Regions from separate parts of the Mus musculus genome. Here regions 2, 3, 4 and 5 are each linked to region 1. Evidence: chromatin contacts called from public Hi-C and promoter capture Hi-C data. All regions are on one chromosome and are shown on one strand. The core of a region is the stretch at or near the end of the contact, and the rest is flanking DNA. Distances in the headings are between cores, read along the strand shown. Region 1 holds the start of Hspb11 (heat shock protein family B (small), member 11). Region 2 holds the start of Mroh7 (maestro heat-like repeat family member 7). Region 3 holds the start of Echdc2 (enoyl Coenzyme A hydratase domain containing 2). Region 4 overlaps Lrp8 (low density lipoprotein receptor-related protein 8, apolipoprotein e receptor). Region 5 holds the start of Lrp8os2 (low density lipoprotein receptor-related protein 8, apolipoprotein e receptor, opposite strand 2).

Region 1 (5,946 bases), core at 2,488-4,987:
ACAAACAAACAAACAAACAAAAAACAAAACCAGACTAGAACGTCAGAGCCTACTCTACCTAGGTATCAGAAAGTAAATACTACGTATGGCATAAAAACAAATTATTTGCTAGACAAGAAATGATCAAGTGGGTAAATGAAGGAAAGAAAACATATCATTATCACCATTTTAGAGTGGCCAGAAATTTAGCATGTAGTCCAGGCTGGCTTCAAACTCAGAGAGATCCTTCTACCATGGCTTTCCACATACTGGGATTACAGTCATAAGCCACTACACCTAGCCTAACAATCTAACTGTAACAGCAGAAGGGCAAATCCTATGAAGATAATGTATCTTAATGGACCAACACACCATAATACTGATGAGGAGGACAGAAAGACGAAAACCCAGGTTTTACATATTTGCACTGCTCTTAATTCTCCTCTCTAACGTCCCACAAACTTTGGAGTAAAACGGAATGAATGGATGACAGTGTCTCATGAAAACTAGAAGTATGATTCCATCCAGCAGAGGGCACAAGTAGCGTGGGACCAGAGTCTGGATGCTAATCCCTTACTCTGCCCCTCCTGGCAACTTTACCCTTCAAAAACAGGGGCACAGTGAGGACTAAATCACATCTTCAGACTACTTATCAAACAGTATTCTCTTTTTAAATGATGTAAAAATTCAGTATTTACTGAAGAGTATATCTACATCATTTGTCCAGGCAATAATCCAAGGCTTTGCTTTCTTCAGTTATTTGAAGAACTACTCTTAATTTAGGGAATCATGCATGGTAACCTTTTTTTTTTTTTTAAAACATCCTGCATTCTTCCAATAAAGTACTTCCTGAAGTTTGTAATGTACTATAAAATGATCTAAGGATTAAATGAATGTCTGAACTTTCAACTTTAAGAACCATAAAGGGTAAAGCTTCTCTCCTGGATATTGCTTGCCCGTCACTATTATTCATGTTGGCCTCTACAAACTGGCCCCTTAAAAGACAAGAGCCTTTTCTTGCCTGGGGGTGTGAAGGTTGGAAGTGCTCTTTTAAACTGGAAAGTTAAGATAACATGTATCTGCAAGATAACAATGTTCAGTGTAGATCTCTTGCAGCTATGGGTCAGATTAACAGAGTGACTGGCTGACTGGCGGTGTTCTAGCCCACTACAGAGAAACAGCTCTGTGATCTACCTAAGCATTACAAAGCATTAAAAATGTACAGCAGTGCATTCACATTACATTAGTGAAGCTAAAGTTAGCACAAAGCATATCATTTCTTCAAATAAATGAAATATAACCTTGGTACATTAAAAATTCAGTTCTGTAAAACATCTTTAAATGAGAGAAGGATAAAATAATTGACAACCAAACATAAGTTTTAAAACCTTGAATCCAGCTTCCAAGCAAAAAGCATAAAATTATTCCAGACAAAGAGAGGAAAGAGGAGAGAGGCATCAGGGTAATAGTGCTAAAACTGTGAGCTGAGCCTATGGTTCAGGAAAAAAAATACCAAAACCAAAAATCAGAAAGAACACCTAACCTTAATAAATCAGTCTTCTAAGAATAAGTAGGCCAAAATAATGATCAACAATAATGATTCCAGATGTGACTGAAAGCTACCATTTTTTATATACCTACAAGCTAACAAGCACTGTAAGGTACAACATAAAATGATGTCATGCAATCACTGATCCTATGAGGTCAGTATTGCCACTTTATGGATGAAGAGCCTCAGAGAAATGAAGGAACTTAAGGCTCACAACTCCTAAGTGAGAGAGCCTGAATTCAATCACAGGTCTGTGTAATTCCAAAGCACAAGATCTTCCCACTTGTATCTCAAGAATAAAAATACAACATCAGCCTTAAAAATATTCTTAAAACACTCAAAATTAACATCACCGGCCATTTGATCTCTCTGGAACTCACAATGGCTCAAACTGGGAGTTAAGAGGGCAGGGACTATAGTAAAAAACAGTGGTCATCTGAGGAAGAGTGGGTGGAAACAGAACCAGGGCTCACTCAAGGATGAAGCGCTCCCCCTTCACTCTGCCAGGGCAGAAATCCGCCATATCCACACACCAGGAAAACATCTGTCAACCCACTACCTTCATCTCAAGACTGCAGACACCTTTGGCTCATTTGAAAATGTAGTGGTTTTTAAAGACTTTTTCTTAACATAGGAAGAAATCCGAAGAGAAAGTAGTTCCAAAGTATCTCTAACCAACTAACAATCCATCTTCATTGTTCTGTGTCACCGCCATTATTCAATTTCCCACTACTTCTTTTTTCCCTGTAACTTGCCACTTCCCTACCTGCCTTCTCCCCCAAACTGCAGAAACTCATGTCCTATCCGGGCCCATACTTTGTCCAAGAGCAAGCTAATCTCTCCCACATCTTGATAGTTTTACCCACTCTTTAGCTTTTCAAACAGAAAAAATTTCAGTCCCCCACCCCCCAAATTCTAACCTTCCCCATTCACTCCCAGATCTTCTACCCATCTTCCTCACATCCCAGACTCTCCCGTGCCCCTCAAAAGACTCAACCCCGCCTCCACCTGTCTTCTAGCGACCCGTCTCCAGCCCCCATCCTTCTCTCCCTCCTCACGAGTCTTCCTCTCACCATCGAGGTTCCTCTTAGCACCCTAGTCTCCCCATCTCTTTCCCGGTTTTGCGTCCTCAACCTTCAGATTCCCCTTTCTTCACGCCTCACTATCTCCAACTTCCCAATCCACGGCCTCAACTAGTTTCTTCCCTGCCCCCCCCCGCCCCACCCCTCCCCCTATTCCAACCCTAGCTCCTTCCCTTGGTGCACTCCTCAACCCCTTTTCTTTCCCCCTTTCCCGGCACTCCCACCCAAGCTTCTCCCCAAGTCCACCTAAGCTAAATCCGCTCCCTCTCCCGCCCAGAACCCTAAATTCTCACACACCCTCAGTCTAACCCGGGACGCCGCGGACCCCACCCTTAAGCCCACCTCAGGCACCCCTACCTCTTCATCCTCCCACCCCTCCCACCGCGAGCTCTACCTCGTCCCTAGGGCCTTTCCCCTCCCCCAGCCCCTCACACTCCGCCCCCGCACCCACGCGCTGCCTGAGGCTCGGCGAGCGGCCCGGCCCGCGGCCGCCACCTACCTGTGCCCCTGCCCGGGGCAGCGAGCGGCTGCACCTCACTGGCGGCTCCTTCCTCCACTGAGCGGCTGACCGGGAAGCGGCTCGGCAACCTAGGCCACAAAGCCCGTGAGGGTGGGACACACACAGAGGGTGGCAAGAGGGAGGGGCTGGGGGCGACCTGGCGCCGCGGGACTGAGGTACCAGCAGGGAGGGGTGGGGGGGGAAAAGAACTCGGCTGGGTAGGCGCGCGTGCGCGGGGCCGGCATGAGGGGCGTGGTCTGATCTGGAGTGGGCGGGGCATGTGGCGGGGCGGGGCCGGGAGTGGGTTGGGACAGCCGAGCTGAGAAAGCCGGGCGGTCGCAGGAAGGGTGAAAGGGGCGGGGCGGGGCCGTGCGTGTGCGTGCCCGCGCGAGGGCATGTCCCCCGAGATCTCTTGGAGGCCCCCCCACCTCCCCGAGGCAATGCAATGTAAAGGTAGTCCTGAGGAAAGACGCGCAAGTGAGGTGGCGCTTCTAGGCGGAGCCCCTGCCAGGAGAGGGCGGGGCGGGGCTGCGCAGGGCGCGCGCCTGGGAACTCCTCTGAGGCTGAGGCGGGGCGGGAGCGAAGCGAAGCGAGGCGGGGCGGGGCCAGGGCCGGGCGGGGCGTGACGGGCGGGGATCGCGAGCGGACCCGGTCCTTTCGCGGAGCTACCCAAGGCCCAGGCGAGCGGGTCCGTGCAGCACGGTGGGCGGGCACCGAAGAGGTGGGAGCCCGGTGGCGAGGCCGGCGGAGGGTTGCGGGCGGGAAGGAACCGGTTGTGAGGAGACGCGCGGCGGGTGACCGCGGGTGGAGCAGCGATGTCGCTGGGAGAGAACAGAGTGATTAGGGCCTGGCCTCTCTCTAGGCCCCCCTCCCCAAGAACTTTTAGTGCCCTGAAATGATGCTTTGACCCTCAGAAGGAAGAACAATTACAAATGACAGTTAATATGCCAAACGTAACACATTATCAGCACGGTCCAACCTCAAACAGGAATAATATTTAAAGTCAATGTGGGTGCATTTACGTTATTTGAAATTATTTGAGTCTTGGAGGTGAGAGGACTGTGTCCGGGCTGCCATTATGGGAGAAAGAGAATGACCGGTTTTAAATTTACACCAGAGCTACCAGTGGATGCTGTAGGAAAGGATTTGGGGCAGGCAGATGTAAGAGCACACAGACCCAAAGGTGCTGGTCAAGGAGAAAATCAACCCAGGACGTGACCCAGAGGTTTTCTGAAAGAAGTACCAGAAAGGGCTACACTGTATATTTAAAGAGAAAATCAATGGCCCTGGGAAAGGGTAGGGAATCCACCGTCCCTGTCTGTAAAACCCAGAAGGATGGATGGTGTCCTAGAGCCTACTACCACTTTGGTAGAGAGTCCCTGAGGGTATTCATCCTCGCTTAGATCAAGCATTGCCTCTCAAACCTCCATCTTGGAGCTGTGTGGAAACATGTCTGCTGGGTGGTTTTATGGGTTTCTTGGGATTGGTTTGCCTCTTTCTCATTAACTGCAACAAAACCTTAATGAAAGCCAAATCTCTGCCCCTGGTTTTAAAGAACAGATATTGGTAGTTCAGGTATATTCATTTTTTATTAAAGTGCTTTATATTCACTGTATTAAAGTGCTTGTTTGCTTTTTCCTTAGATCATTTAAGAATAAGGTAAAAAAAAACCTGAAAATTTGAAGAGAACACACTGTATCTTATTCATCTACTATATACATAGATATGAGAACATTTCCCTAGATGGTAACTCTTTTATTTATTTTGGTTTTTTGAGAGCAGGTCTATTCTAGCCCAGGAAAACCTTAAACTCACTTCTAATCCTCCAGCCTTGACCTACACAGTATATGGGGCATCACCCCTGACTTGTAATTTTTTTGAAAATGTATTATGCTCCCTTATACATTATTTATCCACATGAGATATATATCCTGTATTTACCTGTTTTGAGACATTCACACCAATTTTGATAGTAAAACTAGAAAATATAAAAACACCACAATTTTGTCAACCTTTTGCAGGGGATGTACATCTTTAATGTATGCATAACTGGAGGGGGCACTGGAAGTTTTAAAAAATGTTTATTACATTTATTCATTTGGAGGAGCATGCTTATGAGTTGGTTTTTTTTTTTTTTAATCTGCCCCGAACAGTATGGACCTTAATCATGTCTTTGAGAGGTTCTGAACTGAGCACCGTACTCTAGGTGTGAATCACATTGTTAGCACCCAGCCACTAGTTGTGTGTGTGTGTGTGTGTGTGTGTGTGTGTGTGTGTGATCAGCTTGCTGTATCAGCATTATAAGTGCCTGGGCCCTTAGTACCCGTGGACCCCTTACTGATGGAATGTGCTACCTCTTTAACTTCTTAAGTTGCGTTTTTATTGGCTGTTGGGTATCAGGCCTGGGGCCCATGCCTGCCCAGTGTCACTTTCCCATTGTCTACACCTTCAGCCTAACTTTTAGTAAATCTAAAATAATACTTTTTTTTTTTTTAAATAACACTTTTAAATTTTACCTTTGGGCCAGTCTTGTCTTAGTCTTGTCTTATGTTGATTTTTGTCATGGACTAAACAAGTTAAATTTTAATACATCTAGATCAAGGGTCATAAAAGGCCAAACAATATTTTAGGCTTTATAGTCTGTGACAGCTACTCAGTTCTGCCATACAAAGGCAGCCATAGACAATATGTAAATTGATGGATATAACCTTGTGCCAATGAAACTGTTCTATCTTGTTCACTTTCTCTCCCTTTCTTTTTGCCTCTCTCCCTCTCCTTCATTGAACCCAGGGTCATGAACATGCTAAGCACAGGCTATACAACTGTATTATACGCCC
Region 2 (5,566 bases), core at 148-2,647, 530 kb before region 1:
CAGTTGTGTTATTTCTTTTTATGTTTGTCTAGTTGGTTTGATTGTTTTTTTGTTTTGTTTTGTTTTGTTTGGTTTGGTTTGTTTTGTTTTGAGACAGGGTTTCACAATGCAATCCAGGCTGCCTTTAAAACTGCTATGTAACCTAAATTGTCCTCAAAGTGGTGATCCCCCTGCCTGAGCAACTGAGAGCTAAGATTGAAAGTATGCATCACCAAGCCTAGACACCATTAAAAAGGAAAACATCTTACCAGCAACCAGACAGTATTACCTATGGATGACAGCAGTTTGATGGCAGGGAGGAGTCTGCACATGGGTGTCTGGGTCTCTTTTAGCAGGGCCTTCAGGCCACAGGCAAGTCCCTCCATCTCTCCAGCCCAGTCACCCCCTGCCCAGGTCTTGAACCCACTTTTCAGCCATTCTCAACATCTCTGGTGTCTCAGTGTGTTGGCTCCTCTCTTGCCACGGAACCTTTCAATGCCTTTCTCCTTCCCATGAGACCCCTCAGCTTCACCTTCAAGCCCTTCATCTACCTCAGACCTAACAGTCCCATTTCAGAGCAGCTTGATGACTCCCTCCCCAAGAAAATCCTCCCGAGATCCCAAATGCTGTTGAGGAACCCTCTTCCCGTGATCAACCCCTCTATATCAGTGGCTCTTTCTGTTGTCTTAGTCTCCATCCTAGAAAATGAAGTGGGTGTCTCTCTTACTACTCCTGTTTTTCTGTAACATAGAGCAGTGCCTGGCACAGAGCAGGTATTCAGAAAGCTTTCAGGAGGTAGAGTGAATGAATGAATGAATGAATGTTCTTCAAAATAGGTATCGCTGCCCTCATTAAATAGCACGTTAGTTGGGACTGTTCAGGGAGCTAGTGATTTGTGTAAAGTCTCCAGCAGATGGCTTCTCAACCGTCACTCCCCACCCCTGTAGCACCACAGGGATTTCTAGGGATCTCTTAGTGGGAAAAGCACCTTCCAGATTCTCACCCTATTCCCTCTGCCAATTGGGACACACCTTGCCTTCCACAAACGTCCATCCACACCCCATCCTTCCCTGGGTGAGCAGAGGAGCAGCTCTGGCCCCAGGTCCTCTGCACCCCGCCCCACCCCTGGTCTGTGGCATCCCCTCTGGCTCTTACTCTTCTCCCCCTCACCTTCCCTGTTTTCCCACACTCTGCTCTCAAGACAAAAAGGCTTTCTGTGAGCCTTGAGCTCCTGGTGTGTTACCTCCACCCGGGGCATCCACATGGCAACAGAAAATTCAACTTTAATCCAAAGGTATGAAGTAAGAACTGTGGACTTAGAGCCAGACAGGAGATTTTTACCTAGTGGGGGGGTTGGGGGTCTAGGTAGTAACTGCCTTGTGGAGGCCGTAAAGGCTGACCCTACCCTTGATACTGTCCCAAAACCACCCTTCCGCTTACCTGGGCTCCCCGCCCAGCCCAGGCCGGGCTTATAGTCTTTGTGAGGTCACCATGATCCGGAAGTCCCCCCAGCCAATAAGACTCCTGCTCCTGCCCACATAGTGCAGAGGAACAAAGGAGTCTTTAAAAAGAGAAAGATACATCTTTAGACTCCCACTACACTAAGGCACGACCTGACTCAAATGAAGGCTGATTCTCAGGGGGCCTTCAAAGAACCCCAGAACATCTCCTGTGACCTTATACCTCTGTTTATTTGGAGGATGACAAGTGCTTTGGAGCCAGGCAATCTGTGACAAGAAAGATCAAAAGCCAGGACACCAATGAACCCAAGTCCTTGATCTTTTTCCTGCCCCACCTTGCTTCATCCAAGGACTGATAATATGTGGAGCAGGGTGGGGTGGAGGACAGGGCCCGGAGATACATACCCTGTGTGACCTAGATTCTGTGGTAAGGACAGTAAGGTCCAGTGGCTATCTCTTCCAAGAACATGGCTTAAATTTTTTTTGTATGTTTTGGTGTTTTTTTTTTTTTTTTTTTTTTTTTTTTTGGAGACAGGGTTTCTCTGTGTATCTCTGGCTGTCCTGGAACTCACTCTGTAGACCAGGCTGGCCTCAAACTCAGAAATCTACCTGCCTCTGCTCCCCCAAGTGCTGGGATTAAATGTATGTGCCACTGCTGCCTGGCGGGAACATGGTTTTAATGATGAGCAGTCAGTAAATGATTAGGAAAAGATAGAAACATTTTGAAAGCACCAGTCACAAAATGAGAGTGACACTATGCACGCATGAGGTCCTGTTCTTGTTTGAACTCAAGTCAGTAAGCCTTGGTATTCTTAGATGTAAGACATCCTTTGTTCAGAGACAGGCTGTCCAAGGACTGGCCTCATCAGACTGGCTCAATGTCCCCAGCATCTTTAGCTCCCATTAGTGAATGATAGGCATGTTGTTTGTTTTTTTAACATTTATTTATTCTGTGTGTGCATGTGTGTGTGTATGCACATTATAATACCCATGACTCCAGTACATGGGTTCAGACTTGCTGAAACTCATTCTGTCTTCCACCAGATGGGTCCCAGGGTCATCGGGCTTGTGGCAGGTGCCTTTACCAGCTGAGCATCTCACAGGCTCTGCATCTCACCAGCTCCTGATTGGCATTCTGGAATGCTCTCCTGTCTGCCCTGGGCTCACCCTTCCTGCCCCTTCCTGCTCCTACCCACACCAGGGCCCAGCTCCTTTGTTCCCTTCTGTTGTTTCAGGACCTGGTGTCAGCCAGAATTTCTCCTCTCCCTCCTCCTTTCCCACAGCCTAGAAACACAACTAGGTTTTCTTTGGCCTTGAAAAGTCCTTCCTGGGACTGGAGAGGCAGCTCACTGCACTGATGACTGCTCTTCCTTCCAGAGGATCCGGGTTTGATTCCCAGCACCCATACAGTGGCTCACAATGATTGTAACTCTAATTCCAGAGAAACTGATGCCTGTCACTGGCTTCCTTGGGCACTAGTCACACACATAATACATAGACATAGCTGTGGAAAAAACACCTTCACACATATAATGATAAAGTTCTTCTTTATATACCTATAACCCCAACACTTGAGAGGCAGAGCTAGGAAGATTGTGAGTTCAAGGCCAGCTTGATCTATAAAGTGCATTTCTGTCCCTAGACACACAGACCTGTCATCCCAGCTACTCAGGAGGCTGAGACAGGAGGATTATGTGTTGAATGGGCTTCAAAAAAAGGCAAGGTCACCAGATGCCGTCTCACTGAGGTCACTTTAGCACTTAAGTGAGACGATGTCACACAAGGTAAAAGGAGCTGAGAGTTAAGTTCTATGGCAGAGAGCTTGCCTACCATCTGTGAGGCCCCAGATCCAATCCCACGAACTACAAAATAGAGAGGTCCTTCCCATCACGGTGCGGATGCTGTCACTGTGAGATCAGCCTCCTCTGCAACTTCCTTCCCACCCCTCACACAACAGACAGGTCCTCTGCTGTGACTGTGAAACACAGGAGACCCCAGGTGGAGCCAGACAAGAGACGCAGCTTCTGGCCACTGGGACCAAGGCAACCTGGTTTATGGCTATATATCATATCTAGTGCCTTCAATAAACTAGCACATAGCAGCCTCCCAGACATTCACCTTATGGAAAGCCTGTGCCTCTAATCAGAGACTACTCCTCTTTAAACCAATTAAAGTAAGGCATCTCCTTTATTTTGCACTGGGCATTAAGAAATATCTATTGGACCTGGAAAGATGGCTTGGCAGTTAGGAGCAACTTCTAGACGTCCTGAGTTCAATTCCCAGCAACCTCATGGTGGCTCACAAAGAAGACAGCTACAGTATACTTGTATAAATAAAATTTTTTTTAAAAGGAGAAATATCCCTTATTTCTGGGTATGATGGAGCATGCCTTTAATCCCAGTACTTGAGAGAAGAGCCAGGCAGGTCTCCGTGAGTTCAAGTCCATCCTGGTCTTCATAGTGAACTCCAGAGAGATACACACAGCAAAGGAGATAGGAGGGAGAGAAGTGGCTATGCTCCTGGCTCTGCCTCCTGGGTGCTGGGATTAAGGGTGTGTGCCCCCATGCCTGGTTCATTCTACCTCTGCGTCCTGGGTGCTGGGTTAAAGGCATGTGCCACCATGCCTGGCTCTTTTACTAGCCACTTACTATCAACCTCCTATACGGGTCTCAACATCTTCTTGACTTTTCCACGAAAATCTTAGAAAATATCACTTTGACACAGCTAGCCCCCCAACAGCTCTAACACTAAGAAGACCATCGGAGAGCCTCTACCCTGGACCTTACCATGTTCTAGCTTCACTGCGCTCTATAAATACGATGATACCCTTTCTGCCATTCCCAAAATCCATGCAGACTTTGATTTAGGGAAACTTGAACCCACGTTCCCAAGCCATGCTTACTCAGATTTGTCTTTGAATAAGTGGTTTCCTCTTCTTCATAGTTCTCGATGCAGCGGGAGGGAGCTTGCTCGCTTGCCAGGAGAAGCGTGTGACCTCTGAGCTGCTCCCCCGCCCTCCTTTTACTTTGTATTTTGGAACAAAGTCTAAGTTGCCTGGATTGGACCTGGACTCGCTCTGTAGCCCACACAGCCCATGAACCTGTGAACATGGATCTCAGCCTTCCTGGTAGCCACAGTTACAGGCTCTCACCACCAGGCTTAGCTTGTTAAAGCCTTCCATTTTTAATTTGTTTGCAAGCCTGGGAATTTATCCCAGAGCTTACTGCACACCAGACAAGTGATCTACCACTAAAATACAGCCCCAGAAATCCTTTTTTTTTTTTTTTTCTTATAGTAAAACGTGTCTTCGTGATCATAGGAGCCCCAGCCCTTGTCCAGGTTTCCAGCTGCTGTTCCTCAGGGCAGGCATGGTTCTCTTCCAGTCACCTATCTACTGGATTAAGGGAATTTATCTGACAATAAAGGCCTCAATCTCTCCCCACTGATGCCGGGACCCCTTCTTTGTGAGCCACCATGAGGTTGCTGGGAATTGAACTCAGGACGTCTAGAAGTTGCTCCTAACTGCCAAGCCATCTTTCCAGGTCCAATAGATATTTCTTAATGCCCAGTGCAAAATAAAGGAGATGCCTTACTTTAATTGGTTTAAAGAGGAGTAGTCTCTGATTAGAGGCACAGGCTTTCCATAAGGTGAATGTCTGGGAGGCTGCTATGTGCTAGTTTATTGAAGGCACTAGATATGATATATAGCCATAAACCAGGTTGCCTTGGTCCCAGTGGCCAGAAGCTGCGTCTCTTGTCTGGCTCCACCTGGGGTCTCCCCTTTACTGGCCCCGGAGTACAGAGATTCAAGGCATCTGCCACCAGCCCTGGTTTGGTTTTGTTCTTTGAGACAGGATTTCTCCATAGCCCAGGCTAACTCATGATCCTCCTGCCTCAGCCTTTGTACTATAGCATTAGATCCATGCAGAAGACTTAGCATACTGTGTTATGTCTGATGAATTCTTAATGAGGGTTCATATGACCAGGTGTAGATTTAGCACTTTGTGGGGCTGGGGATACGGCTCACTGAACAAAGCACTTGCTGTACAGACATGAAGACCTGAGGTCAAATCCTCAGCCCCCATGTAAGAGATGGACTGGCAAGACGGCCTGATGGTAATCCCAGC
Region 3 (5,318 bases), core at 489-2,988, 910 kb after region 1:
TCTCCAGGTTCAAGGCCACTGATCTACAGAGTGAAAGTCAGGACAGCCAGGGCGACACAGAGAAACCCTGTCTTGAAAAGCCAAACCAAACGGAAAGAACAGGATAATGGACTGTGAGGCATTAACAAACTGCCTTTGCTTCTGTAAAGTCTGCTTAGCATTGTGGGAGAGGGGTGAAATGCCTTTTGTTACTATGTATCAGGAAGGAAGGATTTTCCCATGCAGCTCTGAGGTCCAGGGATCTTTGTAATGCATACTTTTCTGATGTCTGCCCTTAGAACCTCCCTAACCTCCACTTCTGCAAGGCACACATTGTTGGCACTAAGAACTGCCAGTCCTTCTGACTAGCACTAGAAACAAACTCATCGAATTTGAATGTGAATTGGGTCTAGAGCTTGTAACTCTTGCACGTACCCTTAATCGATATCCAGCTCCCACGTGATGGCTCACAAATGTCTGTAACTCCAGTTTCAGATGACACCTCTATGGCTCTGTGGGCTCCAGGCTAACTTGTGGTACACATGCACACATAGGCAAAGCACTCATGCACAAAAAATACAAATAATTTTTTTAGATTAAAAGACTTTAAAAAATTGAGTCAGGGTCTGATTAAATAACCCTGGCTGCCTTTAAGTCACAGCAATCTGCCTGTCTTTCCAGTTAAAAAAGCAAAGACTGTCTGCCCTCTCTCTGTCACTGGAAACCAGGCACACAAGTGGTACACAGGCAAACCCTTCACACAACATAAAGATAGACAAAGTCATCTTGTCTGATATTCACATAGCCATTCCTGGTCTGCAAGAATTCTCTCTCTCCTCTGACTCTGTCTCTGTCTCTCTCTGTCTGTCTCTCTCTCTGTCTCTGTCCTCTCTCTCTGTCTCTCTCTCTCTCTCTGTGTGTCTCTCTCTGTGTCTCTCTCTGCCTCTCTCTCTCTCTCTCTCTCTGACAGCGTCTCAGTGGAGCTCCCTGGCTGACCCAAAAATCAATATGTAGACTAGGCTAGCTTTGAACACAGAAATCTGCCCGAGATCTGGGATTAAAGTCATAGCACCCAGCTTCTTCTTCAGTTTGCTAAACGTGGGATTCTTGACAAACAGGGTTTTGGGTCTTTTTGTTTTTTGTTTTTCCTTTTAGCAGTTTGAAAATAGATTGTATAGTTTGCTGTGTTATTTCGTTTTGTCTGCCACAGGGTGGTCTTCAGATCACTGCGTAGCTACGAATGATCTCTGGCTGTTTGTGGTTCTGTTTGACGGAGACACTCTTCTCCCGCTGCTCCTACACATACGAAAATCAGTGGCTTGAGTTTTACTATTAGATGGCCTGACAAAGCACCCATATCTTGACTGTTCACCCCAGATGCTTGGTTGATTTACCCTGGATTGCCCTTCTTTCCTCTGCAAAGGAAGGCTAGGTGGCCGGTGGAGGACAGAAACTGGCAGTTCATAACTGTGAGCCAAAGTTCTTAGTTAAACTGGGAGGGGCCAGACGCGATCTTACAGCCTCTAGGACAGCAGACCTTGTCAGTGGGTGCAGACCACCCCACAGTGACTGATGAAATGACATGATCTGAGGGTACACGTGAAGAAAGTGCACACAACACATTCAGTTTTGGACACCACCTTCCTAGCCGTGCATTCGGATTAAATCTGCAGCATTCCCAGATTTCACGAAGGAGCTGAACTTGGGGTCTGCAGGCTCGCGGACCGCCGCACCTTTCTCTCCGCCCGTAGGTGGAGCCCTTGGCGAGGCCTCGCCCGCCCCGGAACTACGATTTTCCAGCTCTGCCGAGGAGGTCCCGTTCTCCGCGCCACCTTGCCGGCCTGCTCCCCGATGCTACGCGTACTGCCCCGCGCGCTGCGCCTCCCGTGCTCCTGGAGGTTCTCGGGGGCCCGGGACTGCGCCTCTCACGCGACGACCAGGACACCCGAAATCCAAGTGCAGGCTCTGACAGGTCCCAACCAAGGTAAAGTTGTGTGCTGAGACCCAACACATGGGAAGACTGAGGCGGGAGAGCAGGAGGATTGGATCTCAGGGCTCCCAGGGTAGAAGGGGAGCTCCCCAAACTCTCTAGAGGCCCGGGGAGGTGTGGAGCCGAGAGGAGAGCTGGGAGCAGGGCTGTGCGCCAGGAGATCAGGACAACAGTGCTAGCCAGGACTTTTCCCTCTAGAGCCTTGGCAATGATCGGGGACGGGGGTGGGGGGTGGGGGTGGCGGCGGAGCAAATCTGGCTGGACCTGAGGGGACAACCAGAGAGGGAGGGACGGTCCACAGGGTCCACGGACACACAGGGAAACTTCACAACCATCGGCGGCAGCAAGGTCTTTTATTGTACAAAAATACGCTGTGAAGCGTGGGTATGTTTGTTTGGACCTCAGGTGCGTTAGCTGGGTGCGGATCCTTCTCCAATGTAACCTCATCCCATCTCCGTTCCCATGTTGGATATTGTATTGTTCCTGTCTCTTCCTGTTCTTCTGTTTTATTTGTCTCCCCCTCCCCAAAAACAAAAACAAAAACAAAAACAAAAAACAAAACAGGGTTTCTCTGTGTAACAGCCCTGGCTGTCCTGGGGTTCACTCTGTAGACCAGGCTGGCCCTGAACTTCAGAGATTCACTTGCCTCTGCCTCCCAAGTACTGGGATTAGTGGTGTGTGTCACCACTGTCCCGCTTATTTACTTTTTTTTTTTTTTAAGAGTTATTTATTTATTTATTTATTTATTTTGAGACAGGGTTTCTCTGTGTAGCCCTGGCTGTCCTGGAACTCACTCTGTAGACCAGGCTGGCCTCGAACACAGAAATTCGCCTGCCTCTGACTCCCAAGTCCAAGTGCTAGGATTAAAGGCATACGCCACCACGACTGGCTTATTTATTTATTTCATGTATGTCGGTACACTGTCTCTTGTTTTCAGACCCACCAGAAGAGGGCATCGGATCCTATTACAGATGGTTGTGACCCACCATGTGGTTGCTGGGAAATGAACTCAGGACCTCTGGAAGAGCAGTCAGTGCTCTTAACCTCTGAGCCATCTCTCCAGCCCCTTATTTACTATTTTTATTACTGAATGTGAGTGGTTACATTTGCCACTGGGCACATTTTTTAAAAGGTCATTTCTTATCTCCTTTGCTGGCCTCTCTGTCTGTGCATCACATGAGTGCCTGTGGAGGCTGGAAGAGGTGTTCTTACCCCAGAACTGGAGTGACAGAGGGTTGTGAACGGCCATATGAGATCTGGGACTTGAACCCAGATTCTCTGGAAGAGCAGCCTGTGTTCTTATCTGTGGAGCCATCTTTCCAGCCTCCACTTGGAGGTCTTGCTGGCCTCTCGAATCAATTTTCACTTGCACAGATGGCATTGCACTGGGCTTTTTATAGCATCTCTTCAAGGCCTGCACCAAATTTCAAAGAGCTGTTTTTCTGAATAAATCTAAACCACCACCTTCCTGCTGATGGATACATCACCCTCTGTGGTGCACATCGGGTTTTTTTTTTTTTTTTTCTGGTTTTTCGAGACAGGGTTTCTCTGTATAGCCCTGGCTGTCCTGGAACTCACTTTGTAGACTCAGAAATCTGCCTGTCTCTGCCTCGGGATGCTGGGATCCAAGGTGTGCGCCACCACACCCTGCTGCACATCATTTTCGGCAGACAGGAAGTACTACCAGTGTCTCACGGAAAGCAGAATAGACAGATAGGGAAAGTTATGGGAATATAGGAAGAGAAAGGATTCCCCCACCCTGGAGTCTGGTTAAAGCCTTTGGGCGAGAGAGAATGAAGAATCGCATCCTGGGGCTTGGCGTGGAGACACACACTTTAATGCCAGCACTTGGGAGTCAGAGGCAGGTGGATCTCCAATTGTACAAGGCCAGCCTGGTTAACATAGCAGGTTTTTGGCCAGCCAGGGCTACCTGCTGAGAACTTGTGTTTAATAATAATAATAATAATAATAATAATAATAATAATAATAAAGCCTGTGCTTAACAACAATAACCATATTACACATGAAATGCCAAGACAGCTTGGGGGGAAAGCCCTTGCCACCAAACCTGACAAGATCCAAGCTTAATCCAGAGTAAAAAACAAAGACCAAGCTCACTCAAGTTGGCTTCCTATTACCCCCCCCCCCACACACACACTTACAGACACACACACTTACAGACACACACACAATAGATAGTATGTAAGTAAATGTAATTTTTGTTTGTTTTCTCGTTGGGTTCTTTGTTTTTTTTTTGAGACAGGGTTTCTTTGTGTATCCTTGGCTGTCCTGGAATTTGGTATGTAAACCAGGCTGGCCTGGAACCTGGAGATTCCCCTACCTCTGCCTCCTCAGTGCTGGGATTAAAGGCATCATTTAATAAATGAGTTCCAATGTAATTAACAACACGTGTCTTTCACCCTTCCCAGTAGTAACCCTGCGATTTTCTAGTAAGGCCTTATGCCTGCTAGCCAAGAGGGGCAGTCAGAGGAGGGCTTTGCTGAGGAGCTTGCAAACCTGGTCACAGGGAAAATAGGTGAAGTTTCCAGCTGGCATAGCCTGAGACAGCTCTGATTAGAGAAGATCCGCAGCAGAAACTGGTGGCTTTGGCAGCAGCTGTGGTTACGTCAGTTCATGCTGGAGTGGCATTTCCCCACAGTGATCCTGAGGTGGACTGTTCAGAACAACTGGACCTATCCTGAAGTCAGTCTGCTGGCAACTTCTGGCTCCCCAGAAGTAAACTCGTAAGCAGGGAGCCGACTAGCCCTCTCCCAGGCATGAGAGATTTCTACAAAGCCAGGAACATGCATTTTGGGTGTTAACGTGATAGGATAACGTGAAGGTTCCGAATCTTCATTATGTGGGTCCCAGGAATGAACTTAAATTGTCAGGCTTGGCAGAGACACCCCTGAGATTCAAAAGATTGGATCTCTTCCAAGGCTACACAGTGTAACCCTGTCTTGAAAACCAAAACAAACAAAAAATAAAAACAACAACAAAAGATTGGACCTCTTACTGCTGACATAACCACATAACCGGGTAAGCCCAGTACTTGGTTGGTAGAAACAGGAAATCAGGAGTTCAAGACTGCCCTGAGCTGTATCAGACATTGCCTCTAAACAACAAAAACTAGAGGCAAGTGGATGGATCTCTGATCTACGTAGTGAATTCCAGGTGTGCTGGGGATACTCTGGAGACCCTGTCTCCGGTAAGTAAGTTTTCTGGGACTGAGGATATGGCTCAGTTGGTGGCATACTCACATGTAAACTGGGTGTGGCGGCACTTGTCTGTTATCCCAGTGTTTATGAGTTAGAGACAGCAGCATCAGACATTCAAGATTCCCTTCTTG
Region 4 (5,958 bases), core at 650-3,149, 600 kb after region 1:
TTTCTCCTAAGCGCCCACATGGACAAGGCCAGCATCCCGGACGAGCAGGTGGTCCTCATTGATGAGCAGCTGCACTCCCCGGAGGGCCTGGCGGTGGACTGGGTCCATAAGCACATCTACTGGACAGACTCAGGCAATAAGACCATCTCAGTGGCCACAACCGATGGACGCCGCCGCTGTACTCTCTTCAGCCGTGAGCTCAGTGAGCCCCGAGCCATTGCCGTTGACCCCCTGCGAGGGTGAGTAGCCCCACAGAAACCTTCCATTCCACCAGCACAGGGGCTCAGTTCTCATGTGTCTGTTATGAGAGCTGTCAAAGGTTCTACAAGTCTGTGGGGCTTCTAGACAGACACAGGGAAGGAAGTCCAAGCGGCCCACATCCTATTTGTCCTCAGCCAAGGGATCGGGCATTAGTCACCAGAGATCACCCTGAACTCTTTGGCTCCTTCACTGTATCGCTGAAATGGCGTGTCTTGGAATGCTACAGGACTAGAGATCCCTGGAAGCTTCAGAGGTAGAGGCCATCGGTATCTGGCAGCTGCTTAATCATTTTAGGGGACAGAGAACTCATTCCTTTTCATAGTTCCTATTTCATTGTGGGGTGCCTACCCATTACACAGTGGTGTTTTTCCTCATAATCGCAAATCTGTCTCCCTATAACTTCCCCCAGTGGGAGTTACATAAGCACTCAGTACAACCAGAAAGATTGAAGGATGCAGGTCCCTGGGGCTGCTCTGTTCCTAGCTCCTCATCTTTCCCCAGCCCCACCCTTGTTGCCCCTTGTGAGCCCCTTTAACCTAGGCTACTTTACTCTGGCCACACCTGGGTGGGGGCTTAGGACCTCCCTTAGTGGAAATGTTCCTTCTTCCTTCCTCATGAAAGGGTGAATTAGCAACAGTGAGCTGCTGTGATCCTTAGTAGAAATGCGGGTCCAGGAGCAGGGACCTGGGTTAGGATGGTCTTTTAGTTTCGTCTCTGTAATCGGGAGAGCTGTGTAAGGGCCCTTCCCACACAGATGCTCTAGGGTTCTGGTTAGAGCCACCCAGTGAGAGCCGAGCTCACAGGCCGTTCAGCTGAGACTGCGTGGATTATGGGCAAGTTGAGCTTCCCCAGGCTCTCATGAGATGAAGGTTAAAGTGCCTGTTTTAAGATTTGATAGTTCCAAAAAATTTCAGAAGTTTGCCCATTAAATATAATTCCTAACTGTTCAGTGGATCGCTGAGCCTTTGCGACTAAGACTACTCCAACTATCCCAAACAAGAAGCTAATTTGGGCTCTTCTGCCTTTCAGGTTCATGTACTGGTCTGACTGGGGTTTCCAGGCAAAGATTGAGAAGGCTGGGCTCAATGGTGCAGACCGGCAAACACTGGTTTCAGACAACATTGAATGGCCCAATGGAATCACCCTGGGTGAGCCCTGCCTGTCTACGTGAGTCGGGGGCCTGCACTAGAAATGATCCTGACAGCTTAACATCGCCCCATGGTCTTGAGTCAGAGTCCCCTCGTGGTGGCCAGTGTCTTTGTTCCCTTAGGCTGGGAATTGTGGGTAGGGAGTGCAGTGGAGTGGAGAGGCAGCTGCAGTAACTGGTGTCTGACCTGATCCCTCCTCCCCAAGACTTGCTGAGCCAGCGTTTGTACTGGGTGGACTCCAAGCTGCACCAACTATCCAGCATTGACTTCAATGGAGGCAACAGAAAGATGCTGATCTTCTCCACTGACTTCCTGAGTCACCCTTTTGGGGTTGCTGTATTTGAGGTGAGCCCCATAGGGGGAGGCATGGCCCTATCGGGAAGCTGCAACCCAGAGAAGGCTTGTTCAAATAGGATGCTTCCAGACTTGTCCAAAGGGAAACAAAAGAACAGGGAAGCCAGCTGACAGGTTTGTATAGACTCCAAGAGCAGCCTCCACGGAGGGCCAGCTGCCCAGTCTGCCTGGCAGCCTTTGCTGTGCTCTTCCCGAGAGCCTCGTTCAGATAATGTCACAGAAGCAATTCACTTCTTCTCCACATGCCCAGCATCTAGCGCTGTATCTCACATACGGAAGGAGGCAGGGAGAATGGAAGATGCATGTCCTTAGAATCATTTATTGTAGGGCACACCCTGAGAGATGCTATGCACTTAGGCTCATTTTTGTTGACCTTTGCTAAGTCCTGGCTGGGGTGGTAGAAGTAAACTAGACCCTACCCAAGCCCTCGGGAAGCTCCCAAGAAGGAAAAGAATCACAAAGCCCATCTGCTCTGACCTTAACATCTTTTCTTTTTGGGAAATAAGGAAGCCAGAACCTACCAAAGTTTCTTACACACAGACTAACCCTGCCATCAAGGGAAGGCAGAGTAAGGAGGTGGTGGTCTGTGGTGGGAAATTGGCAGTCTTTTCTTAGAGCAGCTTCATTCAGTACTGTTTGAACTTGAGTGCAGAGTATCTCCTCTAAATCTAGCCCCTGCTTCAAGTCTATGTATGTGTACGTGAGCATCTCCCTGGCATGTGTAAAGTATGTGTATGTGCATGAGTTTGCACACATGCACCAGAGTAAACACGTATGTTCCTGTGTGTGCTTTTATGTGTATGTACACTGAAAGGTATTTCCTTCAGCATGAGTATGTCTTTAGGAGTCTAGATGGACTTGTGCGGGTGTGTCTGGATCTGTGGACAAGATGCATGGCTGCACCTGCAATTGTGGATTGCCTACAGATGCGTGTCTAGTCTTCTATGGACTAACCATATAGACTTGTGTGTTCCTCCCAGAAGGCTCAACAGCAACTAGCCCTCAGGATCTCACACATTCCTTCTGATCTTAGTCCCAAGCCGCAGGAATGGTGCCAGCTGTAGACATCCAACCTTGGTTTTCTTTTGGCTCCAGGAAGTAAGCCTAGCTCAGCAACTCAGAGTCATCACGTAATCATCTAAGACAAGGGAGCGAGGAGACTTTGCTTCACTGTTAGAGGCAGAGTCCTCTGAAAACCTGTGGGCAGGGTAGATAGCGCTGAGACCCTGATTTGGGGCTAGGGATGGAGTTTGGATTCTGGCCTTCCTGTCCTTTACATCTGTATTCCACAGGACAAGGTATTCTGGACAGACCTGGAGAATGAGGCCATTTTCAGCGCAAATCGGCTCAATGGCCTGGAAATCGCCATCCTGGCCGAGAACCTCAATAACCCACATGACATTGTAATCTTCCACGAGCTGAAGCAGCCAAAGGGTAAGTCAGTCTTCCCCGGTTCCCACCGCCTGTGTCCTCTCCTGCCACTCATCCAGCATCCCCAGGAATACAGTGACCCCTCTTGTTGTTGAACGTGTTGCTGTATTTTGTCTCACTTCTGCTTCAGCCTCGGTGTGAAGCAAGGCTAGGAACAAATAATCCCGTAAGTGTCCTAGCCTTGCCACCACTGTAACAGGTACTTACTGTATATCTCACTGAACAGCCGAGGAAACTGAAATTGGAGAGAGAAAACAAAAATATAAACTCAGTCTACCTGATTGCCAAGCTCCTCTGTGACACATCAGTGCGCGCTCACTTCTTGCACCCATTTTATAGTACTATGAAATCATGTGACTCAAGGCCTCACAGTTAGCCAGGTGGCTTACTGGAAATGGTCGAATAATCATACTGCAGGGCTGTCTCATCGGCTGTCACAACCAACTGTAATGGGGGTTGGTTGCCAGGGTAACAGAGACAACAAAGAGGGGCAAGAAGATAAGATTGGTGCCTGATTCTAGTTCTAGAGATTTAAAGCAGAAAGTCACGACAGCGCCAGGCATTGGTGGTGCATGCCTTTAATCCCAGCATTCAGGAGGCAGAGGCAGGTGGATCTCCAAGTTCGAGGCCAGCCTGGTCTACAGAGTGAGTTCCAGGACAGCCAGAACTACACAGAGAAACCCTGTCTTGAAATCCCCCCCCTCCCCACCCAAAAGAAAGAAAGAAAGAAAGAAAGAAAGAAAGAAAGAAAGAAAGAAAGAAAGAAAGAAAGAAAGAAAGAAAGAAAAAGAAAGCCATGACAGCAGGTACACAGAGGAGGAACAAACAAGGCAAGCACAGTGGGGGAGAGGGTAGTTTTAGTTTGGGAATTGATGTACCTCAATTAAAGTCTGCCTCCAAAATTCCTAGCGTTGTAATGTGTACATATATTCTCTGAGCGTAGGCTTCTCTGTCAGTTGGGACCGTAATACCCACTTCTCAGAACTGTAACAATGAATGAGGGGGGACAATAAAGTCCCAAGTACTATGCTGGTATGTCCCCAAATAAAAGTAGGGAAAGACTTTTGAGCAAGTCCAGTTGGTGGGATCTCATTATTGGTAGACAAGAGGACCTGGTGAGGCCTGTCAATCTCCCAACACGCTGTCTGTCTGCCCCTCCCCCTGCCATTAGCTGCAGATGCCTGTGACCTGAGTGCCCAGCCCAACGGCGGCTGTGAATACCTGTGCCTTCCTGCTCCTCAAATCTCCAGCCACTCCCCCAAGTACACGTGTGCCTGTCCTGACACGATGTGGCTGGGCCCAGACATGAAGAGATGCTACCGAGGTTAGTGACAGACGCTGTCCTGGCCTCCCAGGACACAGTATGCTCCAGATTTCCTCCGTCTTCCCTGGTTGCCTCTCACGTTTGCACTTTCGTCTTATTTACACTAACTTGAATGCATGAGTCACGGCACCTTCTAAGGCTTTCCCATTTCCCAGAAAAGTGCAAAGTGCATAAAATATTTTAAATTCAACTTTCAGGAAGTTTCTGGAATCCCTTGAAAACCTCAAGTTAGTGGGCCTGGAGAAGGCTCCGTGGCTGAGAGCACTTGTTGCTCTTGCAGAGGACCCTGGTTCAGTGCCTAGCACCTATATGCTGGCTTGCAGCCATCCTTAATATGCTGGCTTGCAGCCACCCTTAACTCCAATTCCAGAAGTTCCAACCTTGATTCCCTCTGCTGACTTCTGAGAACACCACGGGAGCTCATGGTGCACAGGCAAAACGCCCATAGATATAAAGTAAACCAATCTTTTTAAAAAGTAAAAAATAAAATAAAGGAAATTCATGTAAAGAGCCCTCACTCTCCGCTGACCATCTTTTGCAGATAACCATTCTTAGCTAGACCCAGCACACTGCATAGACGCCCTGAGTGCAGTTGTCACTCATGTGCAATAGCACTTTATCTTCAGCAAGGGGATTTGTTTCCCAGTCTCCGTGCACAGCCAAGGCCTTGGGGTTGAGCATTAAGTCTGTTTGCATCCCTTTATAATGTCCAGAGTCAGCTGTTTGATGTGTTTAAACCTAGTGATGTGACTGTGGATTAGGATAAAATGCCTCTGGATTTGTGTTTCTGCTCCCTCTAGTCTTACAGAGGCCTCTTCCACAGTGTTTCTACAGCACTGTTCCACTGGCTCGGCTTCATCACATCAAAGTGAAGTGCTAGGACTCAGCTGGAGAGTGTTTAGGGGGTGGGGGGAAGTCTCACAAAAGTGTCATCTGAGCTAAGCCCAGAGGACGTGCGTGTCCCTACATGTAACTCAGCAGCAATAATTTAGGCACTAAAGCAACAACATGCTCCGTGTACGTAACCTCCCTGCTCTCTCCCCTCCAGCACCTCAGTCTACCTCAACTACAACCTTAGCCTCTGCCATGACAAGGACAGTACCTGCTACCACAAGAGCTCCTGGGACAACCATCCACGACCCTACCTACCAGAACCATAGCACAGAGACGCCAAGCCAGACAGCTGCCGCCCCTCACTCGGTTAACGTCCCTAGGGCTCCCAGCACCAGCCCATCCACCCCGAGCCCTGCTACCAGCAACCACTCCCAGCATTGTAAGGAAGTTGGCTCTGTATTTCTCCTAACTTGGGAGAGTTCTGTGGAAGCCGGGATGAGGGTCGGAAGTGGCTGGGAAGGGAGATTTTGCCAGAACTATGTAATGTCCACCTCTTAGGAGGAAGTGAGGGAGAGAAGGGACTGTCCTGGGATTGAGCAAACGTGA
Region 5 (5,468 bases), core at 2,207-4,706, 570 kb after region 1:
GGGCCTAACCTTTCCCCCCAAAACTGTGGCTCTTTGGATTCTTGGAGGTGTTCTTTTCAGTGAGTGTTATGGATGGCCCCGGCGCTTCACTCTGCCATACTGTGACCCACTGTACCATAGTCAGTCACATAGCATGGGAGTTGACTGGGTCAGCTTCCCCCTTAGGGTCAGGGTGTCCTGTCTGCGCAGGGCCATAGTGGTCACTTCCTCAGAGGACTGAGAACTGATGGGCACAGTGGACAGGGGCTACTTAGTGGCCTTACTCTATGCGGCACCCAAAGGTGGGGAAACTCACCTAAGGTCATAGGGCATATGAAAGGACAGAGGATTGGGGGCCTGGCGTCTGGCTCTCAGGGCTGTGTGACAGCACTGTTGGAAATGGATACTCAAGGTGTCTGACATCCTGGACTTCTCTCTCTCTCTCTCTCTTTGCCTCTCTCTCTGCCTTCAAGACCCCAATCTCCTCCCTAATCCTGTGTTAGAGACAGTCTTCATTTTGCCTATCAGTATCCCTGAGGCCCCTGGGGAGCCTCTCACCTCCCACATGAGCAGGAGAGAGGCGAGAGCTAGCAGGGGCTTGGGTACAGGATCTAGGGGTTTCCCCACTCAGGTTGAGATCTGTCACAACATTCATGTTAATTAAGCCTTGTTATTCAGCCCTGCACTTACGCAGAGTTCCTGACAGCAGATTACTCATAAGTGAGGCGGTAAATTTACTACGTGTTTCCCAAAGTCTCAGAAGCAAAGGCCGCGTTGGGAAAGGTTTGTAGGGTGAACGATGCTCTTCCCCACTCACCCGTACCCTCCTCCATCCTCATGGCCTGTGCAGTGGTGGTGGTGGTGTGTGTGCACACGTGCACGTGAGTGTGGAGGGTGAGGAGTCGGCTCCCTGGAAGATTCAGGTCACCTGACTGCTTCCAGCTGACTGCCTCACTGGAGTGCAGGAGCCCAGGGCACGGAGCTTGGCAGCCCCTCTGCTCAGTGCCTCAGCTCTGCCTCACCCCTGGCTCACAGCAGACTGCCATGCACAGACACATCCCCTTCAGAGTCCTCCCACGGAGGCACGCAGGCTCTATGCGCAGTAGGACTCAGCAAAGACAGCCTTGGATCTGCCTCTAAGCCTGCAGTCCACCTCGGTGTTGGTGAACACATTTCAAGTTGCTGTGCAATCTAAGGGACCTCTGCTGCGCCCCCCCCCCCCCCCCCCGCAGCAGAAACAGAGCCCCCTCCCCCCCATCAGGTGAAGATCCAGGAATGTTACAGTGTAATCTTTCCTCAGCTTGAGTTGTAGCAGCAGATGGCCCTTGCCTGCTTCTTGGCAAGGTAAGGGGTGGGGCCCCTGTTAGGTGCATCCCCTCACCCTAAGTCCTGCTGCCTCCCTTGGCCTATGGCTGGGCCATGCCTGAGACATTTGGAACAAATCCAGGTCTTGGGTGCCTAGGATTTTTTTTTAATTAATTAGAGCATTAAATGGTAGCCCAATGGGAGAATCCCACCATCTGGCTGTCACAGGAGAGGCAGGCAAATCTCTGCATATTTGTCTGTAGTGTGTGAGCATCACAGGAAGCCACCTGTGCGTGTGTGGGTATGCAGCCCGTGTGCTGCAGTGTGTACACAGTGTGGCTTGGTGTGTGTGGGGCACACATGCGAGTATAAGCGGCTGAGTGTATCTCTGCGCATGCATGCTCATCTGCATGTGTGTGCACTGCCATGCCCGAGGACCTCCATGTCTATTTCAACATACTTCCCTGTGTGTGGTCTAGGTCCAGGCCTGGCTGGAGAGCAACATGAGACAGGCTGGGCTGTGTGCCCAGCGGCCTCTTGAGCCTTCCTGGCAGAGGTAGTGATCACAGACTGTCTGGGCAGAAGGCAAGATGGAGCTAGGTTTGGCAGGTATGCACTGGCATTGGGAAGGAGGCAGGAATCCTTGTGCTGTGTTTGACAGATGGGGAAACCCAGGCCGATCCAAGCACAGAGCCAGGATGGAGGGACAGGACTGGAGCCCAGTCTCTGGACTCCCTGTAGTGGTTTTATCTGTTCCCCCAGGCTATTGCCCTGTCCGGTAATTTATGCCTTAGGCATCTTTTATGCTGTTAGAGTTTCACGGTGGCTCAGAGAGGCTCTTGAAAGAGTACTCCTCTTTATTTCACAGGACTGACCAGGATCAAGCTCTGAATTCCCACTGTAGCCCCTTCCTTAGAGGAAGTACCCTGAGCTGCTGGAGAGCACTGGACCTAGTAGGTCTACTCATTCGTTGTGTGATGTAGGCCATCTTGTCCCTCTCTGAACTTCAGGAGAGCTGTAAGAACTAAGTAATGACTGGACAGGTTGCTCGTTAGAAGAGTGCTAACCTAGCATGCGCGAGGCCCAGGGTTCAATCCCTAGCACTGCATGATATCAGGCATGATAGCAAAAGTAGGAGGAGGGTCAGAAGTTCATGACCGTCCTTGGCTACACAGTGAGCTTAAGGCCAGCCTGAGCGACAGAGTGATCTACTACCCTGTCTCCAAAATAAATGGATAGATGATAGATAGATAGTGTCGTTCAGTTTTAGAGCATGCGTGAGGCCTTAGGTTCATTTCTCAGCACCAAGTCAAGCGAGGATCTATATGTAATAGGCTTTGTATACCTTAAGGAGCAGTGTGGTGGCCATCACTCCATGGTCAGGGCCAAGTCTCACATTCCTCATCTAAGAGTACATTATATATACCAGGCAAGTAGCCTGCATGAGGTCACATAGGGGCAGAGGCAGGATTTAAGCTCTGGGACCTCTAACCTGCTCCTGGCAGGAGGAAGACCACAGCAGGCAGTAGACGAGACTCTCCCAAACGTCCATGCCCAGAGGAACTGGCTACTTGGAGGGGAGTGAATTTGTTCTGTAGTGCAAGCAATGATTGCATGATAGGTGGCTTCACCTCCATGCAAGCCATAGAGGGGTGGTTTACTGGGGAGCAGGCTGGCTCAAGGCAGTTGGTATCTTTAGCTTGTATAAGGAGCGAGAGTTGTGAGATGTGGTCCAGAGGCCTGTGAGCAGGGAGGCTGCCCCCGCCGCTTCCCCTCCCCCCTCCCCCTCCCCCAGAAGTCTTCCCTAACTTCAGAGTTCACCAGTACCTGGCAGGTGCCTGGCACACAGTAAGCACCCCCCTTCTGCTCCTGATTCTCTTGGCTTCCAGCAGTACAGACCTGAGACTCTCCTACGAGTAGGATGAGTGAAACTGGTCCTTGTGTGAGTTAGGTCTGGTTCTTCCTCCCAGCCCCGTGCTCTCAGAAATAAGATCCAGACTCAAAGTATAAATTGGCCATATAGCTAGGCTCTTCTCTGACTAGATCATAACTGTAATAATCCATTCTGCCACATGGCTGCTTACCTGGGCTCAGGCACCAAGTGTCCCCCTCGTCACATCTTCCCCTGTGAATCTTCCCGTGCCTGGCTCTATCCCAGAATTCTTTCTGCCTCCCGGATGTCCCACCTTCTCTTCTACCCTTTCCTATAGGCCATAGGTTTTTAAATTGACAGGTGATGCATCCATGCAATACACCAGATGTTCTCTCTGCAGCCCCTCCCGTATGCTACACCTAGCACTGAAGGTGCCGTAGAGGGAAGGACAAGGGGAGGCCTAGCAGCCTCTGCACCCAGCCCTCCCTGAGTGAACCTGGGGATCCCTCTACCCTAAGCACTTGCCAAGCAGATCAGTGGCTGCACGTGGGCTTGCCTCTCCTCTCCCACCCCCGCTTTGGCATCGCTGTCTCCAAGGTAACGGGGAATTTTCCCTCCCTCTCATCATTAGGGTGCCAGGGCAAACAAACAGCCCTAATCCAGATGAGCCTTGGGCCACAATCACACTCTTCTGGGGTTTTCTTTTTATTTCTAGCGATTTTGAGAAGCTTGGAGTAATTGGTATTCCGCACAGGTTAACAGGGGCACTGCCTCCGCAGTATTATGCCTTAATTTTCTTTATCACATAGCAAGTTGGAATGAATCACCCCGCTCCTGCCTTTTTCCCACCGAAACCTATTACCAGCCTGTCTGCTGGTTAAAGTCATTTCGTGGCAGCGCTTGGCTTCTTGCCACTGCCCTGGGAATCTTTCTGACCAGAGCCAAAGAACAAGGAGGGTGAAGAATCCATTTGTACAAAGCGGGGGTCTCCCGTTGAGAACTTACTTCCCTCCCTGTTCAGAAGGGACAGCTTTCAGCCTCTTGCCTGCGCAGACTGGCCATATGTCAGCGGTGGGAACGGGATTCCTGGGCCTGCGGTGGGGGAGGGGTGGCCATGCCTACTGCTCCTGGCACCTGGGTTAGATCCCATGACGAGAGTTTCTGGGCTTCTGCAGCTTGCTTGTGAGAGTCTTTGATGGCCGAGTGTCCCACGTTCTGACCCAGAGGGCCTGAGCAGTCTAGCTTGGGGTTTTGAGACTCTAAAATGTTTATTTTGGAACATGGAGAGTTGAATCTGTGGTTCTGTGGCTCCTTTTTGATTCTGAGATAGATAGAAAGATAGATGGATGGATGGATAAATGGATGGATTATAGATACATACATACATACATACATACATACATACATGCATACTGTGCTTACACAGGGTCTATCATTGAATGTTAAATACATTTGGCTAGGCTGGCTGGCCAGTAAGCTCTTGGGTTCTATTGTCTTCCCTTACCCTCCTAGGGTTATACGTGGCTTGTTTTTTTAATATGTGTTCTAGGGGAGCAGAATCAGGCCGTTCTGCTTACGCAGCAGGCGCTTTATCAGCCGAGCCACCTCCCAGTGCTCTTGCCTGATCTCTTCAGCTGCTCTTAGTTCTGTCGTGTTGGGTCCTGTGAGGGAGGAATTGCTTTGCTAAGCTTACCTTAGAAATGTCACCTCAGGTTGGCCCCAGCTTCTCTGGCATCGTCTCTCCGTTCATAAAGTTGAGGACTGAGCCAGGTTGCCTCCAAGGCCCAAGTTCCAGGTTTGTCCTGCCTGCCTGTCGTGCCCTGCGTGGCCTGGTCTCTGTCTAGCACTTCATGGGACCTGAGCCACACATGTCTCCTGTCCATCTGAGCCCTCAGCCATTCCAGAAGGAAGGCTGCCCAGCCCTCCCTGGAGTCCCAGAAGGAAGGCATTGATGGTGCCTCAAAGTCGCTTCGCCCCAAAATGTTAGCCCTGTGTTCTAGGTCAGGAAACCGAGGGACTGAGAGATGAATTCATCCATCATGGTACAGCTTCCTCCTGGGACCTTGTCTGTGTCACCAAGGCTGCACAGCTGTGGCTGGAGTCTCACTAAACACAAGAGATTTGGGTGAGAGAGAGAGCAAGAAAGGGGGGGAGCACGAGAGAGCACGAGAGAGCACTCACGCTCTATCACCACCCCTTTCTCTGAGGTCCAACTAAAGGCTTCCTCTTTAGGCAGCCCTCCCTCCCTGGCTCGGTGTCCATGCCCTAAAGCTGGCCAGAGAGGGCAAGTGAGTGTCCTCTTCCACCTTTG

Evidence for each region. Promoter capture Hi-C pulls out the DNA fragments that hold promoters and counts their contacts. Hi-C and Micro-C count contacts between places; a contact is called where the count stands out from the background. Capture Hi-C pulls out chosen DNA fragments and counts their contacts.
Region 2: a promoter capture Hi-C map of pancreatic islet shows a contact between it and region 1. The contact joins the promoter of Mroh7 here to the promoter of Hspb11 in region 1. A contact is called at or near these places in 4 of 39 promoter capture datasets (cranial neural crest, embryonic stem cells, hippocampal neurons and 1 more), 2 of 115 datasets of contacts at active chromatin or transcription factors (embryonic forebrain and embryonic stem cells) and 3 of 9 other capture datasets (adipose tissue, embryonic stem cells and pancreatic islet).
Region 3: a promoter capture Hi-C map of embryonic stem cells shows a contact between it and region 1. The contact joins the promoter of Echdc2 here to the promoter of Hspb11 in region 1. A contact is called at or near these places in 2 of 39 promoter capture datasets (cranial neural crest and embryonic stem cells).
Region 4: a Hi-C map of cerebellum shows a contact between it and region 1, with 2.0 times the contacts expected there. The contact joins the enhancer-like site here to the promoter of Hspb11 in region 1. A contact is called at or near these places in 4 of 39 promoter capture datasets (the 3T3-L1 cell line, hippocampal neurons, maxillary cranial neural crest and 1 more), 2 of 484 Hi-C or Micro-C datasets (B cells and cerebellum), 5 of 115 datasets of contacts at active chromatin or transcription factors (astrocytes, embryonic forebrain, embryonic stem cells and 1 more) and 1 of 9 other capture datasets (embryonic stem cells).
Region 5: a contact with region 1 is called in a promoter capture Hi-C map of hippocampal neurons, with 2.6 times the contacts expected there. The contact joins the promoter of Lrp8os2 here to the promoter of Hspb11 in region 1. A contact is called at or near these places in 3 of 39 promoter capture datasets (cranial neural crest, hippocampal neurons and stem cell-derived epiblast-like cells) and 2 of 115 datasets of contacts at active chromatin or transcription factors (embryonic limb bud and forebrain).

The regions. Positions count from the first base shown.
Region 1 is chr4:107,250,166-107,256,111 of GRCm38.p6, forward strand. Hspb11 (heat shock protein family B (small), member 11) reads left to right here and starts at 3,738. Exons shown (of 6, transcript NM_028394.3): 1 at 3,738-3,830. It overlaps Lrrc42 (leucine rich repeat containing 42), which reads right to left and starts at 3,368. Exons shown (of 8, transcript NM_029985.2): 1 at 3,110-3,368.
Region 2 is chr4:106,726,533-106,732,098 of GRCm38.p6, forward strand. It overlaps Mroh7 (maestro heat-like repeat family member 7), which reads right to left and starts at 1,398. Exons shown (of 24, transcript NM_001126487.1): 1 at 1,223-1,398.
Region 3 is chr4:108,163,699-108,169,016 of GRCm38.p6, forward strand. Echdc2 (enoyl Coenzyme A hydratase domain containing 2) reads left to right here and starts at 1,739. Exons shown (of 10, transcript NM_026728.4): 1 at 1,739-1,963. The coding sequence starts at 1,831.
Region 4 is chr4:107,855,567-107,861,524 of GRCm38.p6, forward strand. It overlaps Lrp8 (low density lipoprotein receptor-related protein 8, apolipoprotein e receptor), which reads left to right. Exons shown (of 20, transcript NM_053073.3): 11 at 12-239; 12 at 1,291-1,409; 13 at 1,615-1,754; 14 at 3,056-3,197; 15 at 4,366-4,518; 16 at 5,567-5,791. Among named protein-coding and RNA genes, the nearest start is that of Magoh, 21 kb to the right of the region's middle. Within about 2 kb of position 1,900, at least 20 of the 459 cell types and tissues checked have an H3K27ac peak or open chromatin away from gene starts, as enhancers often do. A contact at or near this core is called in cerebellum, where this site is marked.
Region 5 is chr4:107,819,566-107,825,033 of GRCm38.p6, forward strand. Lrp8os2 (low density lipoprotein receptor-related protein 8, apolipoprotein e receptor, opposite strand 2) reads right to left here and starts at 3,457. Exons shown (of 2, transcript NR_151515.1): 1 at 3,369-3,457. All of the region lies in intron 2 of Lrp8 (low density lipoprotein receptor-related protein 8, apolipoprotein e receptor), which reads left to right.